Regions from separate parts of the Pan troglodytes genome. Here regions 1 and 2 are each linked to region 3. Evidence: chromatin contacts called from public HiChIP or PLAC-seq data. All regions are on one chromosome and are shown on one strand. Each heading gives the region's core, a stretch centred on a gene start, on an enhancer-like site or on the middle of the called end of the contact. The rest is flanking DNA. Distances are from core to core; before and after follow the strand shown.

Region 1 (4,766 bases), core at 578-3,077, 340 kb after region 3:
GGCAATCCTCCCTCCTCAGACCCCGAGTAGGTGGGATTACAGGCCACCGCGCCAGCCCGGGAGGGCATTTTCCATCTTGCAAGGCTATACTCGTCCTCCGGGTTTCCGAAATTCGATCCCAACCCCAGCCGTTCTCACAGCCCCCACCCGGTTATTGCTCTTCTGTCGCCCCACGCTAGGTCAGGGCCAGGAAAAGAGGAAAGACTCAACATATAGTGTCTCAACGAAGGAGGCTGGGGCCAGGGGGCGCAAGGAGCCGGACCAAGGTCACCGAGAGCTGCTATGATCGCGCCTTACCGCCCCCGGGCGCTCGAAGCGGGCTAAAGCCTCACTAGCTGTCAGCAACGTCAACCGGAAGCGCCATGTGCCGGTCTGTAAACACCGCCCGGTCGCCCCGCCCCCGGCTCCGCCCCCGGCCTCCCCGGCCCAGCGCCCGCCCCCGCCGCCTCTTCATTGGGCGACCAGCTTTGTTTACCTTATATGGCCAGGTCCTAACACCCCGAGGCTGTCCATTGGTCGAGGCACGACCTCACTCAGCTGACGTCACCGGGACCAAACGATGCAAATAAACCGAGGCATTCTGGGAAAGGGAGTTTGGGGCCGCTCCGGAACTGGCTCTGCCGGGCCCTGGCGCCCGCCCGCTAAGGGCCGAGATTTCCGGCAAAGAGCACGAGATTTTGCGTGGGAAAGCGGGAGAACTGCTGGAAGGGGGACCCCGAAGCACCAGAGGCTGCTGGCCCCGCCAGCCTGTCCCAGGCGCCGTCCAGAGGGTCATGGGGCTACAGTGGGGCAGGCCCAGAGCCAGGCTAGGAAGGACCCACGCCACGAGTGGGCGATGAGAGATTGAGTGAGGAGAGCTAGGAGGCTAGCTACAGGCGGTGACGTGCGGCGGAGCTTTTAAGTGGCTCATTCATTCATTCACTGAACGAGTATTTGTCGGCGCCTACAGTGTGCCGGGCCTTTCAGCCTAGACCAGCCGATTTGGGCCAAAATTCCTAGAGACCCCTCTCTTAAGGGTGTGCCTACTATTTAACACAGAGCGATGCCAATCACAGAGGGGTTCAGGGTCCCTAGGTCTTAGCAAAGACGCCTGTGGCCCGGCGTTTGCGCCCATGCACAGATCTGTATGCCCCACCTTGGGACCGCAATTCGTGCCAGAGCAGGGGCACGGATGCCACCGAGAGCAATGAGGGCGACATGGACGTGCCTGGCTCTGGTCACGGTCTGGACAGCTGCGCACAGTAGGCACTTAGCGTTCAGTCACAGTCCCCGGGGCATGGCAAAGACGTCTGTGGCCTGGCGTCTGCGCCCATGCACAGATCTGTGGCCCCGGCCTCTGGGCTCCTAATTCCCGCCAGAGCAGGGGCTTGGGTGCCACCGAGAGCAACGAGGGCGACGTGGACGTGACTGGCTCTGGTCCCAGCTCAGGCGCCTGCACACATTAGGCACTCAGTTTTCAGACACCGTTCCTGGGCCTTGGCAAAAACGCCTATGCACGAACCTGAGGCCCCCGCCTGCGGACCTCCATCCGTGCCAGAGCAGGGGCCGGGTGCCACCCAGAGCAACGAGGGCGACGTGGACTCCCCCAACCCTGGTCACGGCCCGGGCATCCACACACAGTAGGCGCTCACAGTTCAGACACGGTCCCCAGGCCTTGGCCAAGATCCTGTGGTCAGGCATTTGCGCCCATGCACAGACGTGGCCCCCGCCAGCGGACCCCCATCCGTGCCAGAGCAGGGGCACGGGTGCCACCGAGAGCAACGAGGGCGACGTGGACGCGCCCGGCTCGGGTTACGGCCCGGACATCCGCACAGCGGGCGCTCGGTGCTCAGACACGCCCCTTCCCGGGCTTCGCGTCCCCTAGGGTGCCGGCCCTGCTCCCCCGGGGCGTCCGGCGCACCGTGGGGACTACATATCCCAGCATGCCGCGGCGCCGGCGGAGCGAGGCGAGGCGCGGTGAGTCAGAGCCGCACAGTAAATATTTGTATTAGCCGGAGCCGGCTCGCTAATGGTGGACGCGTGAGGCGGAGGCGCGGGCGGCGGAGGGAGGCCGGAGCGGGCAGCGCGGCGGCGCCATGTCCGTGAACATGGACGAGCTCAAGCACCAGGTCATGATCAACCAGTTCGTGCTGACGGCGGGCTGCGCGGCCGACCAGGCGAAGCAACTGCTGCAGGCGGCCCACTGGCAGTTCGAGGTGCGCGGCGCCGGAGCCGGGCGAGGGCCGGGGCCACGGGCGGAGTGTGTCCCGCGTGGCCGCTGGGCGGGGGCGGACGGCGTGGACGCGTGCCGGCTGTGCGCCCCCTCCGGGCCGCAGACCCGACCCGCTTTCCCGACGACGGTGCCCGGCGTCCGGATCCCGAGGGCTCGCGGCGGGCGGAGGTGGGAACCGGGCCACCGGTCGGGGATACGCCGCCCCCGCGGGGCCGCGAGTCCCCCGGGATCGAGACGGGGACCCCCCCCACCCCACCCCTTTTGTCCGGGTAACGGCCGAGGGCAGGGCGGCGCCGCGGTGCAGACGGACAGTCGGGCGGGCGGCCGGAAGGAGGACGCCCCAGGCCTCGGTAGAGCTGGGCCGGAGGGCGGAGCCGCTCCGGGCGAGTGGTCCGAGGGTCCGCGTGCCTGGTGGGCGGTCGGCGGCGTGCGCACACGTCCATGTGCATTTGTGTTTACGCACGCACCGCGCCACGGCGTCGGCCGGGCACCGGGGAGGTGGCGGACCTGCGGGCACGTTGGCGCGCGTGTGAACGCGCAGCCCCCTGGTGCGTTTGGTGTGTGATCAATGCGTACACATGTGGCGGGTGTGCAGATGCCGCCCGTGCCCGGCACGGTGTGATGTGTGTACACGGCCTGGAGTGTAGGGGTGGCGTGTCGGAGCCCCACACTACACCACAGGGATGAGCGTGTATCCCCTTCAGAGGTGTGCCTGGGGACTCCATGTGCGCGACTAGGTGCTCTCCTGGGGCTGGCAGGGGCATCTGTCCCTTTACCGGTGCAATGGGGAGGGTGCACACGGTTCACCAGCTTTCGGGCTAGCTGGGTAGGAGGTGATGCTGCCCCAGTCTGGCACCCACTCCCCCGGGCCTCTCCTAACCCACAGGACAGTAGTGCTCCTGGCTTGTGCTGCCCAGAGGCTACCTGGCCTTCCCTAATTCACCGACCCCAGGATTAACCCCATGGTGGTTGGTATCAGGGGATGAGGCCAGAGCCCTTTGAGCTGTGCCCCTCACAGGGGTAGGGTCATGGCCTCAGCCATCCCGGTACCATCTGTGCCCAGCCGGGGACTGGGAACCTGGTTTCTCCATGAGGAGCCATCCCAGGGCCTGCAGGAGGGACTAGAAGCCAGAGGACTCTGAGGCTCCGCTTCCTGGGGACTGGAGGGGGATCAGAATGTCCCAAGCTTGGGACAGTCTGGGAAGGCAGTGGCCATCCCATCCAGATGAGTACATCCCTCTCTCCTTGCCTACTTCCCTCCTACCAGCCGTTGCGGAGGCCACTGATCCTGTGTGGTGTTCACCCCAGGACGTGGGAGGCTGCTCTGTCCCTTTGGCCTTAGTTTCCACATCTGTATGGTGGGGTTGGGGGGCATGAGTCAGCTTCTGTTGGCCAGCTCACTGCCCCCTGTGCCCCGAGGCAGCCCCACCCGGAGGAAGCTCCCTGCTCCCCTCCTGGTCTCCACAGCCCTCATCAGCCCTGTTTGTGTCAAGGGCTGGATGTGGCAAAACTTGCAAAACCACATTCATGGCAGTCCCACATCTGCACGCAGGGTTCCCTCCCTGCCTGGGGCTGGGCAGGTAGGTGTCCGGTGGGAAGCGGGCCCTGCCTGCAGGACTCAGCCCAGCCCTCAAAACCTGGCACCCAGCTGGCACCCAGGCCACATCCCTCAGTGGCACAGTTAATTGAAAATGCAGCTTTGAGGAGTGCAATGTCTGGGGAAAGACTGTTCCCAGAGGGGCAGGAGCATCTGGGGCCTCTGGTGGCTCCCAGGGTCCCCGTGGGAGGAGCCCTGTGCCCTCCACTCCCAAGTCTCAGTTGTGCCATCTGCAAAGTGGGGGCCGCCAGGGAGGCTGGAGGAAGGTGACGGGACTTCAGGCCTTGGAATGGGGCTGAGTGAGGGGTTCACATGGCCACCCCATCCCCCTCCATGCTCCACCCGCTGGCTGCATCCACCAGGCGGTGTTTCTGGGTCACATTTGCTGCAATTCAGGTGCTAATGGGGGCAGGAGGCTGCAGGGGGAGGGGCCGGTGTCTAGTGGGGCAGATGTTTCTCAATGGAGAATGCTCACAGCGGCCTGCAGAGGGGGTCTGGTGTGGCCTGGGGCTCCTGGGGTTGGGATTTACACAGTGAGCCTGGGCTTTGGGGCACAGCTGCTGCTGACAGAGGGTCTTGGGGTCTGGGAAGGTGCTTAAAGCCTGGCCCCCATGCCTGAGCTCCCACACCCCTGTTTAGGGACACCCAGATAGGGTGTCTCCTGCAGGAAATTCCCCACATAATTCATTTATTTAAAAAATATTTTTTGCCGGGCACGGTGGTTCATGCCTGTAATCCCAGCACTTTGGGAGGCCAAGGTGGGCGGATCATGAGGTCAAGAGATCAAGACCATCCTGGCCAACATGGTGAAACCCCATCTCTACTAAAAATACAAAAGTTAGCCAGGTGTGGTGGCACGTGCCTGTAGTCCCAGCTACTTGGGAGGCTGAGGCAGGAGAATCACTTGAACTAGAAGGCAAAGGTTGCACTGAGCCCAGATAACGCCACTGCACTCCA
Region 2 (4,812 bases), core at 1,336-3,835, 260 kb after region 3:
CCATCCCCTGGAGCTGCTTGCAGACAGTGGGGAATGGTGGGTTTGCAAAGCAAAGCAGGTCAGCCCAGGTGCAGCCAGGGCCACCAGGATCAGGAAGGGGAGCCTGCCCTGAAGGTCTCGGCCCAGACGCCCCAACCTGGCTGATGGGCACAGCACTCATGCTGGGAGTGCCCCCAGTAAACACTGGGGAACGTGCCCCTGGCTGGGGCAGCTCCTCCCTCCCCCACCTAGGGCAGGGGGCCTGAGCTGGTTCCATCCAGAACCAAAACACACAGAGCAGCTGAGAAACACACAGAGCAGCTGCGGAGCGACTTTATTGTCTTCTCCTTCGACAGCTTCGTTGTACATAGCTGGGCCCCCGAGGCCCTGACTGTCCCTGGGAACCAAGCCACGTGGGGTGAAGCTACTTTGAAACCTCACCCACAGTTCACACGTGGTGAAAGAGAAAATCTAGCAAAGTAAATCCAACAACAACCCAAATTAACAATATTAACTTCCTACCCCAAGCTGGCTCTCCCCCAGGCCCTGAACTGGCTCAGGAAGGAGGCAGGAATGAGCTGACCGAGACAAGGCATCCTCCACCCACACATCCCATCTTCTGAGTGATCCCAGAGCTGTGCGCCACCCCTGTGGGACAATCAGGCACTCCTGGGTCTCTACCAGCTGTGATGAGACGTACAAGAGGAGGGTCTGAGCCCAGGATAAACAGGAGCATCCTGAGGCTGGAGAGGCAGGCCCAGTGTGCCAGGACCACCCTGCTCTGCCTGAGAGGATGGGCTGGGTTCCAGCTGGCCCGGCCGCCACCTAGTGACTGCTTGGGACAGTGGAGATGACAGGATGCCCACTCGCCCTAGGCAGTCAGAAGCGGGGTACACACAAACACTCTAGAAGCCACACTTAGCAGGAATTCCCAGTCTTCCGGCCCAGGGAAGGGTGCCACCAGCTCAGGCAGCCCTCAAGAGGAGGCCGGGAGCAACTTCTCCAGGGCCTTCTTCTGCTTCTCGGTGGCTGCAGCCAGGGCCTCAACCAGCTTCTCCTCGGGCATCATGTTGAGCACCTTGAGGGCAAAGAGGAGCTGGCACTTAGCCGTGCTCACGAAGGCGTTGCTCAGGAAGTTGGGGAAGCCTCCGACTCGGTCCTTCTGGGTGTACAGCGGGACCCGCACGAGGCCCAGCACCTGCGCAGACAGGAGGTAGGGGTTGGGGCCAGGCCTGCCACACAATGGCACCTCCAGCAGGAGGGGCCTGGAAGCTATGAGGCCAGGGTACGAGCAGCCAGCTTTGCCAAGGACTTAATGGGAGACCCACGCAGGGCCTGGCAGAAGCCAGCCAGCTCCCTCGGAGCAACTGCAGCCCCCTCCTCCCCAAGCAAGTGTGGAGGCTGACCCCATGCACTCCCCCCCTCGTACCCAGGCCACCCCACCCCGGGGTCCGCACCCCATGCTCCCCGTCCACCCAACGAAGCCTGAACACCCGGAGTCCAGCCCTTCCAGACCACAAAGCACAAATCCCAAGAGCCTTCACGCCCCCCATGAGGTTCCCAAGTTTTACAACCCCCGCTGTGCTCAAGTTTCCCAACTCCCCAAGCAATCCCCGCTCCTCCCCCATCCCTTCCTCCCCACCGATCCCACTCCCCCACTCCCAGGATTGGCAATGGCAGGCAGCAAGGCGGATGTAACACAGCCCTGAGGGAGCCCCAGCCCCGGCCCCCACCCCCGCCCCTCCTTTCCCGGCCTCCCAGCCCCAGACCCCTCTCCCCACCCCATTGCTGGAGACAGCGACACCCGACCCAGCCCGGCCAGGGGACCCTCAGGAGACGTGTTACCCATCGGTGCCTTCCACGGGGCCAGAGCCAAACCCCGGGGCGGGGGGCGGGGCCCGGGCGGCGGCCCCACCTCCAGGCCGTGGTCGCGCGAGTGCACCGCGCTGATCTCCACGGCGTGCAGCTGCTCCAGCGTCAGCTGCCGCGCGTACAGGTGCGCCACGACGCGGTGTGGGCCCTCGGTCAGGTGCGAGCTCAGGTAGTCGGCCTCGGTGAGGCGCAGGCAGCCCAGGCCCAGGCCCAACACCCGGTTCAGGCCGTCCTCCAGCGACCAGAAGCGCCGGTCCACGAAGCCCCCGGGGAAGCCCAGCAGCCCGTCGAAACGCATCTGCATCTGCAAGGGAGCGCGGGTCACAGCCGCGGGGTCGACGGACGCCCCCGCCCGCGCCCGCGCCCTCGCCCGCGCCCGCGCCCTCGCCCTCGCCCTCGCCCTCGCCCGTCCTCACCAGCACCGAGAAGCGCATGGGGATGCGGCCGAAGAGCTGCCCAGGGTTGGCGGCGTACAGCATGGCGTGGCACGAGTGGCTCCAGCCCGGCCCTAGGCGCATCGCCTCCACCCGGCTGATCTGCTTCAGCTCCGGAACCGCCGCCGTCGACATCTTGGCACTGACCCCGTCCCCGCCGCTGCCACTTAAGAGCATGCGCGAGCCCGCCCCCGCCGTGCCTCGCCAATCCGCGGGCGGCCGCGCCCCCGGGTCCCGTTCCCCCGCCAATCGCCGGCGCGCCCCGGGACCGAGCCCCTCGCAGCGCCGCGGTGCGTCGTCGAGAGGTGCAGCGGGCGGTGTGCAAAGGAGGGCGGTGCGCGTCAGCCGTCACCCAATAGTCGCACACCCTGGGCGGCGGCCCCGCCTCCGACAGGAGAGCCTAGTCGACTGGTCGGTGCCGTGGTGGCTCAAGGTTCACATTGTGGGCGACGAACATCTTCCTTGGCGCCCCAAAGCGGACAGCCGAAAATCCCTGCGGTTTCTCCACCCTCGATGGCGCCGATCCCCTTGTGCTCACCCGTTTCTCCCCAGGAGGCCGACCCGGCCCGCATGGCCCCGTCCATCCGCAATGGCACCCTTGGCACGACCACACGAGCGAGAGATGCCCCGGAGCCTTGCTCCGCCAGCGCCACCGGACCCAAGCCCGGAGGGAGATGGTCTTCGCCTACCATGCACGACAGCTGTCCCGACCTAGCCACCCTGCTGGCCGGCTCGATCCAGGACAGCACGGGGAGCAGGGCTTGGCAGGGCTTGAGTGCCCCAGTCCCCGAGTCCACGCTGGGTCAGGGCGGACGACCGGGAGCTCTGGGGATCTGTGGACCCAGCTTGCTGGGCAGAAAGTGACTTAAATTCCGGGGCTGGAGCTTTCCAGCATCCTCCAAGCCAGGCACCCTGTGCCAGGTACTGTGGAGGGAAGAGGGGTTTCCCCAGTTTACGATGAGGAACTTGGAGCTCAGAGAGGGACATAACTTGCCTAAGTACACCTGGCAGTTGATGACAGAGGCAGAATCCCGATTCCACAAGGGCCTGAGGTACTTACCACTTACCTTGTGTTTGTACCGGAGATGTCTCTGGGGCTCAGAAGCATCAGAAACAGCCCAAGGCAGAGCGAGGTCCCCTGAACTCCATGATGGCAAGGCTCACCTCACCAGCAGCAGGGCCCAGGGCCACTTTCCTCCCCACCAGGGGAATGGATTTGCTGAGCACATGAACCCCCCTGCCTGCACTCACAGCATGGGTGCCCAGGGCTGGGGCATAGCCTCGGGAGAGCTGTGCTGTGAGGCCGAGCTCGCTGGCACAGAGAAGGCTGCCTTCAGTGGAGGCAGGCAGAAGAGAGAGGGAGAGGGTGGGCATTGGAAACTCACCTGTTAGGTCCGTGGTGGCCTCAGATGTGGAGAATAAGGACCCAGAGAGGGCACCTCTCTCTCCTCCTGTGGCCACCAGTGGGTCAGGGGTCACATGGGACAGCTGCAAGCAGCAGGGGAAGTCCAGATTCCAGAGTGAGCGACCAGGTGAGAAGGCGAGAGGGCAGCAAGGGGAAGGGTCCTCTCACCCAGAGGGCCCCACCCCTAGGCAGCCAAGCCCAGCCAGCGCCCAGGGCCCGTGGGACGCAGGGGCACAGGAGGAGAGGCTCCCCTTGCTCCAGCCCCTCCCCGAGACCAGACATCAATACAAGTGCTGGCTGGGTCTTCTGGGAGGTACAGAGGGGGAGCCGATCTGGCCCATGCAAGCACCCGTCTGACACCCTGGGCACCCCTCTACCCACACTGGGATGGGGCCAGACCCAGGCAGGTCAGAGCAGCTGCAGGGCCCATGGGTGGCAGCCTTCTCGGGGCAGGGACTGATGGGCCAGAACACGGGCTCTCCCTCCACCCTCAGAGTCTTCAAAGAAGGGCCATGGTGGCAGCTTGACCTGCATGCAAAGGAGCTGGGGCCTTGAGTGGTAGGCAGTGGTGTGGTGGGTGCCCTGGGGCACTGGCCACTCCCTGGGCAGGGGAGCAGGGGCTGTGCAGAGGCCTGGGGCCGGGCTCCAGCCTGTGAGCCCACAACCATGGGCAGCTAGACCTGCTCCCGCCGTCCGGCCTCCACACGCCAGCCGCAGGGTGCTAGCACTGCTTCTCCGCTTGGAAACCTGTTCTTAGAACTGACTCCCCCTTATAAAAACACTCCAGCAGCCCCTACAAGCTCTTCAGTATCTGTCCAGCACCCTTCACTCCAGCCAGGGGCTCCATCCCCAGGGGACACATCAGGCTCACTCCTGCCACCTGGAACACTCTTCCAGGGCCAGCTCCTCCTCAGCCCTCAGGGCTGTTTAAGTCTCCTCAGAGAGGCCCTCCCTGCCACCCAGTTAAATGAGACCTTGTACGGTTTCATCTCACCACCATGCTGACTTTCTTCCTAATAGTAACCAAACCTGGCAGGATTCTGATTAGCTGCTGGGCATCTCACTGCTTGGAAGGCAGGCGCCTGGGGCCAGGGCCGGGGCCTCAGCTCTTCTGCCTCCACT
Region 3 (4,797 bases), core at 1,148-3,647:
GTGGAGGCTCATGGAGGTGAAGTGACTTGCCCCACAGTCACTCAGCTAGTCAATTTGGGAGCTAGAATATGACCCTAAGCCAGTTCCTGCCTCTTTGCTGTCCTAGAACCATCTGCCTGTAACAGCACAAGGTATGTGGATGATTTTGGTGATGCTTTTAAATCCTCTGTGTGACAATAAACATATATGCATGTAGATTCATAGAATAAGACAGGACTGGACACACAGGCACACACAGCCACCAAGAGATATGAAAGTCCCTGGATAGAAGGCTGGGGTTAAGCAGTCAGTGCTGGGGTGGGACAGATGGGGGTGGATGCTAATGTTTCTTACACTTTCAATACATTAATTTACAAGACTTCGGTGTAATAACAGCGACAGCATATTTTGTGAGCTCCTACTGTGTGCCCGGCACACCGCAAGGAGCACCAAGAACTATTTCGTTTACTCCTCCCCGCAACCTCATAGCATTGTCCCCATGTTACTGAGCAGGGAAGTGAAGCTGAGAGGCAGAGGGATGGAGCCAAGAAGGAATTCCACATCCACCTATGTCCAGCTTCTGCCCCCAGGGTGCAAAGACCAGTGATCCTGGGGGCCAAGGATCTGGCAGCCAATTCTAGGCCTCCAACTGACTTGCTGCACAACACAGAGTACATCACAAAGCAAACCTACCCACTCATTCTCTCTCTCGTCCCAGTGTCAGCTTCCTTGAAGGGGAGGGAAGGGGGTCTGTGAGCAGAAGGAGGGCTCTGTGGTCAAATGTGAGGTTCTAGAGTCTCCTCTGTGGGGATCTCAGCCCCGACTCCACTTCTGCATAGATATAGAACTTGGTGTCATCCCTTCACCTGTCAAAGCCTCAGTTTCATGGAGGTTAAATGGGAAAATAACAGCTATCGGGAATTGGAAGAAACATCATCTGTTAAGACAGTGCTGTAAACATTCAATAAACAGCTGTTGTCATTATCACCACCATTCCATTTATCACTGTGATATGCCATTATATGAAATGACGGCAGTGGCTTGGCCCCTGATACCTTTGCTTTCTATCAGGAGAGTCTAAAGTAAGGGAGCAGGTCAGCTTCAACAAGGAGAAGGAAGAAAGACTTTGTGTTTTGGTCACTGGGCCGAGGATAGGATGGTTGGACAGAGGGGTCACTGGTTAGAAGTTAAACCCACCACGTCAGCTGAGTAACTCACTAATTCCTTCTGATCTGGGAGTCTAAGGAGCTCCGTCTTCCTACCGCCATAGCTGATCTCAAGTCCCTCCAACTGTCACATGGGGGCCCAAGAATCAGGAGTCACTCACCGCCATGACCAGCTCAAACGGATACTTGTAGACTCGGACAGGAGACTGGTATCTCTGCACCATGTTCACGCTGGAGCACCAATGGAGGTCACCAGGCAGGGGTGTGCACGGAGCCTGGGGTGAGGAGTGACTGGTGAGGTTGCAGCTCCCACCTCGGGAAGCAGGGACACCACCCACCAAGTGTAAGGGGCAGCCCCTGGCCCCACCCACACAGCTCCCCAGCCTTCAAATTGAGAAGGCTGATATTACCCCCAAATTACTCCAGGCCAAGCCCCAACAGCTTCCCTGTCATTAGCCATGGCCCCAGACCACGCTCAGCCTTCCAAGAGCAGTCAGCACCCCCAAACTTTCCTCTACCCCCACCCCTTCACACTGAGGGCCCCCAGAAGCCTTACGGCCACCCACACAGACACACACACATTTGCAATTCTTACACTCCCACGGTTCTCTTCACGCATGCACCCCGCAGCTTGCCACAGACTTGCTGGCCTACAGCCCACCCCCAAGTCTCCTTGCACCTGCCCTCCCATTTTCCTCCCAGACACCCTGAAATACACACACAGCCTTCACCACATTTCACAGCACTGTCTCTATCACACACATGCACACACGCAGGTTTCCCTCCCACACGGGACTGCTTTTGCACACGCCTCCAACTTTGCACACACACCCTGAAACACGCACCTGCCCAACTCCACGCACGCAATTCCCCTGGTGTGCACAGACGTGCACACACGCACACACACCCGTGCGCACATGCAGACACACGTACACACACGTAGAGGCACTCGCACACACAGGTCCCCGCAGCTTTGCTCACCCTCGCCCTCGGGAGCCTTTGGGAATGCAGCCTAGGGGAAGTGCCCTGGAAGCCCGCCTGGCTCGCGAGCTGAGCGCTTACGGGCTCCCGCGCCCGCCTGGCCTGGAGCGCAGCGCCTGAGGCGGGGCCCGATCGCGGCTCGCTAGCCTGGTGTGTCCCGCCTTGAACACCCTGCAAAAAGGAACGCTGTGGAAGGCCGGAGGGGCGGGAGCGAGACCTGCCGGGCCGAGAGAGCTCCAGGACCCGGGACAGCGGAGATCCTGGCCTGGCCCCGCCCCTGACCGGGCCCCGCCCACGTCCCCGGCCATGGCCCCGCCCAGGTTGGCCCCGCCCCCTAACTTGTCCCGCCCCACTCTGGCCCCGCCCCAGGCGAACTCCCCCCTGGTTCTAGCCCCGCCCCTTGTTTTTAGATGTCTCTCGTTTGACCACGCCCTCAGCCCAGTCCTTTCTCTAGATTGGTCATACCTCAGGAAGTCCCCTCCCCCTTCACTGGCCCCGCCCTCCAAGGTCCTCAGCCTCTGGAATGGTCGGCCACAGGACGACCCCGCCCTAATCTAGCTCTGCCTCCAAGCGGACCCTGAGTCCGGGCCGATCCGCCCCGGACCCTGCGTCTGGCCGACAGTACTGTTTACATTTGTAGATAAGCACAGTTTACGCTTTTCTTGCTCAGATTAACCTCGCCCTCGTCCCGCTGCACTTGGGTCTGACTGGCTCCTCCACCTGTCCCCGCCCCACGGCCCGCGCATGCACCTTCGCCCACTCTGCACACCTTCACAGAGCGCCTGCTGGGGGTCAGCCCTGTCCAGGCGCTGGAGAGCCGCCGGTGAGCCACACGCACGAATCCCTGCCCTCGTGGAGTTTATACTACGGTGGGGAGACAGACACTCAATAAATAAGGCAAATATATGATGTGTGAGGTGGTGAAAAACTCTCACGAGAGAAAAATAAGCAGGAAAGGGGCTCAAGGAGCCAGCGGAGAGAAAGGACAATTTAAAACAGGTAAGAAGCCGGGCGCCATGTCTCACGCCTGTAATCCAAACACTTTAGGAGGCGGAAGCGGGAGGACCGCTTGAACCCAGGAGTTGGAGACCAACCTGGGTAACATAGCAAGACCCTATCTCTACAAAAAAATTTTTTTTTCGTTTAGGCAGGGCGCGGTGGCTCACGCCTGTAATCCCAGCACATTGAGAGGCCAAGGCGGGCAGATCAGCTGAGGTCAGGAGTTCGAGAACAGCATGGCCAATATGAGGAAACCCCGTCTCTACTAAAATACAAAATTAGCCGGGCATGGTGGCGTATACTTGTAATCCCAGCTACTCGGGAGGCTGAGGCAGGAGAATCGCTTGAATCAAGGAGGCGGAGGTTGCAATGAGCCGAGACTGCGCCATTGCACTCCAGCCTGGGCAAGAAGAACAAAGCTCGGTCGCAAAAAAAAAAAAAATTAGCCAGGCGTGTTGGCACGTGCCTGTGGTCCCAGCTCCTCAAGAGGCTGAGGCAGGGGGATCCTTTGAGCCCAGAAGTTCAAAGCTGCAGTGAGCTGTTACCTGGCCACTGCACTCCAGCCTGGGCAACAAAGCAAGACTCTGTCTCAAAATAAATAAGTAAATAAATAAATAAAACAGGGAGTAAGGGGGCCTCCCTTGGGAGAGTGACATTTGTCCATCACTCTCATTTTAACTCACACTTAACCCCTTTCAGCCCTCCCAGGACTCCCAGGGGACCAACCTTGCTCCCAGAAGTCCTGCCTTGCCACTCCTCATCTGTTTAGCCTACAAGAGCCAAGAAATTGGCTCTGGACAGTGCTGTCATCCATGTATTCACTCATTCAACATTTACTGAGCACCTACTACGTGCCAGCGTGGGGTGAATTCACCCCTTCAAGCAGGGGAAGTCAGAGGTGGCCAGGGAGATGGACAACCCCTGATATATTTAGAGTATGTCACTGCACCCTGTGAAAACCACCTCTCTGCCCTTCCTAGCCTGCATCACATTCTAATATTGCATTTATTCGTTTTATGTATCTGTGGGTTCCTGGAGGTCTCTCTCAGGAGACTGTGAGCTCCCTGAGGGCAGGGGCAGTGGCTGCCTTATTCAGCTGCCCGCATGTTGGGAAGGATCTTACTGGGGACCTGGCAGGCAGGCAGCAGGTGCCCAGCACACTCTTGGCTTGGGTAATCAAGGGCGGAAATGGGACACAAAGTTCCCATCCCTGTCGCAAGGTGGCAGCAAATGATAGCCCATGGCTCCTGGAGTAACACAAGGGTGAGTAGGTGGGGGACATGGGATCCAGGGATGACTCTCCTAACCCGGGCTCATCCAGGAAATGCCCAGCTCTGCCCAGGCATCGCCACAGAGCAAAGTGAACGTTAACACCGTTAGCTGCTGTTACCACCACGAAAGGCGTTAAGTCCGCCTCTCCTGCTGCCCAACATTGAGGGAGGACAATGACTCTGCGTGGGAGACAGAGGTGTGACAGCCCTGCGGGTACAGAGAGCTCAAAGTGGAAACTGGGGCCTGGAGGGGAGTGAGAACCCCACTCCCTCCTCCTCCAGCCCCAGGGAAGGGAATTAATAACGCCACCAACACTCACTCCAGCTTTTTTTGGGTTTTGCGGGTTTTTTTTTTTTTTTTTACATGGAGTCTTGCTCTGTCACCCAGGCTGGAGTGCAGT

Evidence for each region. HiChIP or PLAC-seq counts read pairs in DNA pulled down with a chosen protein or histone mark.
Region 1: a contact with region 3 is called in an H3K4me3 HiChIP or PLAC-seq map of stem cell-derived excitatory neurons, with 12 times the contacts expected there. The contact joins the promoter of UBALD1 here to the promoter of SEC14L5 in region 3. A contact is called at or near these places in 1 of 7 Hi-C or Micro-C datasets (stem cell-derived neural progenitor cells) and 1 of 1 datasets of contacts at active chromatin or transcription factors (stem cell-derived excitatory neurons).
Region 2: an H3K4me3 HiChIP or PLAC-seq map of stem cell-derived excitatory neurons shows a contact between it and region 3, with 7 times the contacts expected there. The contact joins the promoter of NUDT16L1 here to the promoter of SEC14L5 in region 3. A contact is called at or near these places in 1 of 7 Hi-C or Micro-C datasets (stem cell-derived neural progenitor cells) and 1 of 1 datasets of contacts at active chromatin or transcription factors (stem cell-derived excitatory neurons).

Annotation. Positions count from the first base shown.
Region 1 is chr18:7,260,489-7,265,254 of NHGRI_mPanTro3-v2.0_pri, reverse strand. UBALD1 (UBA like domain containing 1) reads left to right here and starts at 1,827. Exons shown (of 3, transcript XM_001169127.7): 1 at 1,827-2,195. The coding sequence starts at 2,076.
Region 2 is chr18:7,338,900-7,343,711 of NHGRI_mPanTro3-v2.0_pri, reverse strand. It overlaps NUDT16L1 (nudix hydrolase 16 like 1), which reads right to left and starts at 2,585. Exons shown (of 3, transcript XM_001169295.7): 1 at 2,268-2,585; 2 at 1,895-2,155; 3 at 297-1,177. The coding sequence starts at 2,462. The coding sequence ends at 956.
Region 3 is chr18:7,601,633-7,606,429 of NHGRI_mPanTro3-v2.0_pri, reverse strand. SEC14L5 (SEC14 like lipid binding 5) reads right to left here and starts at 2,397. Exons shown (of 16, transcript XM_016929366.3): 1 at 2,127-2,397; 2 at 1,307-1,420. The coding sequence starts at 1,369.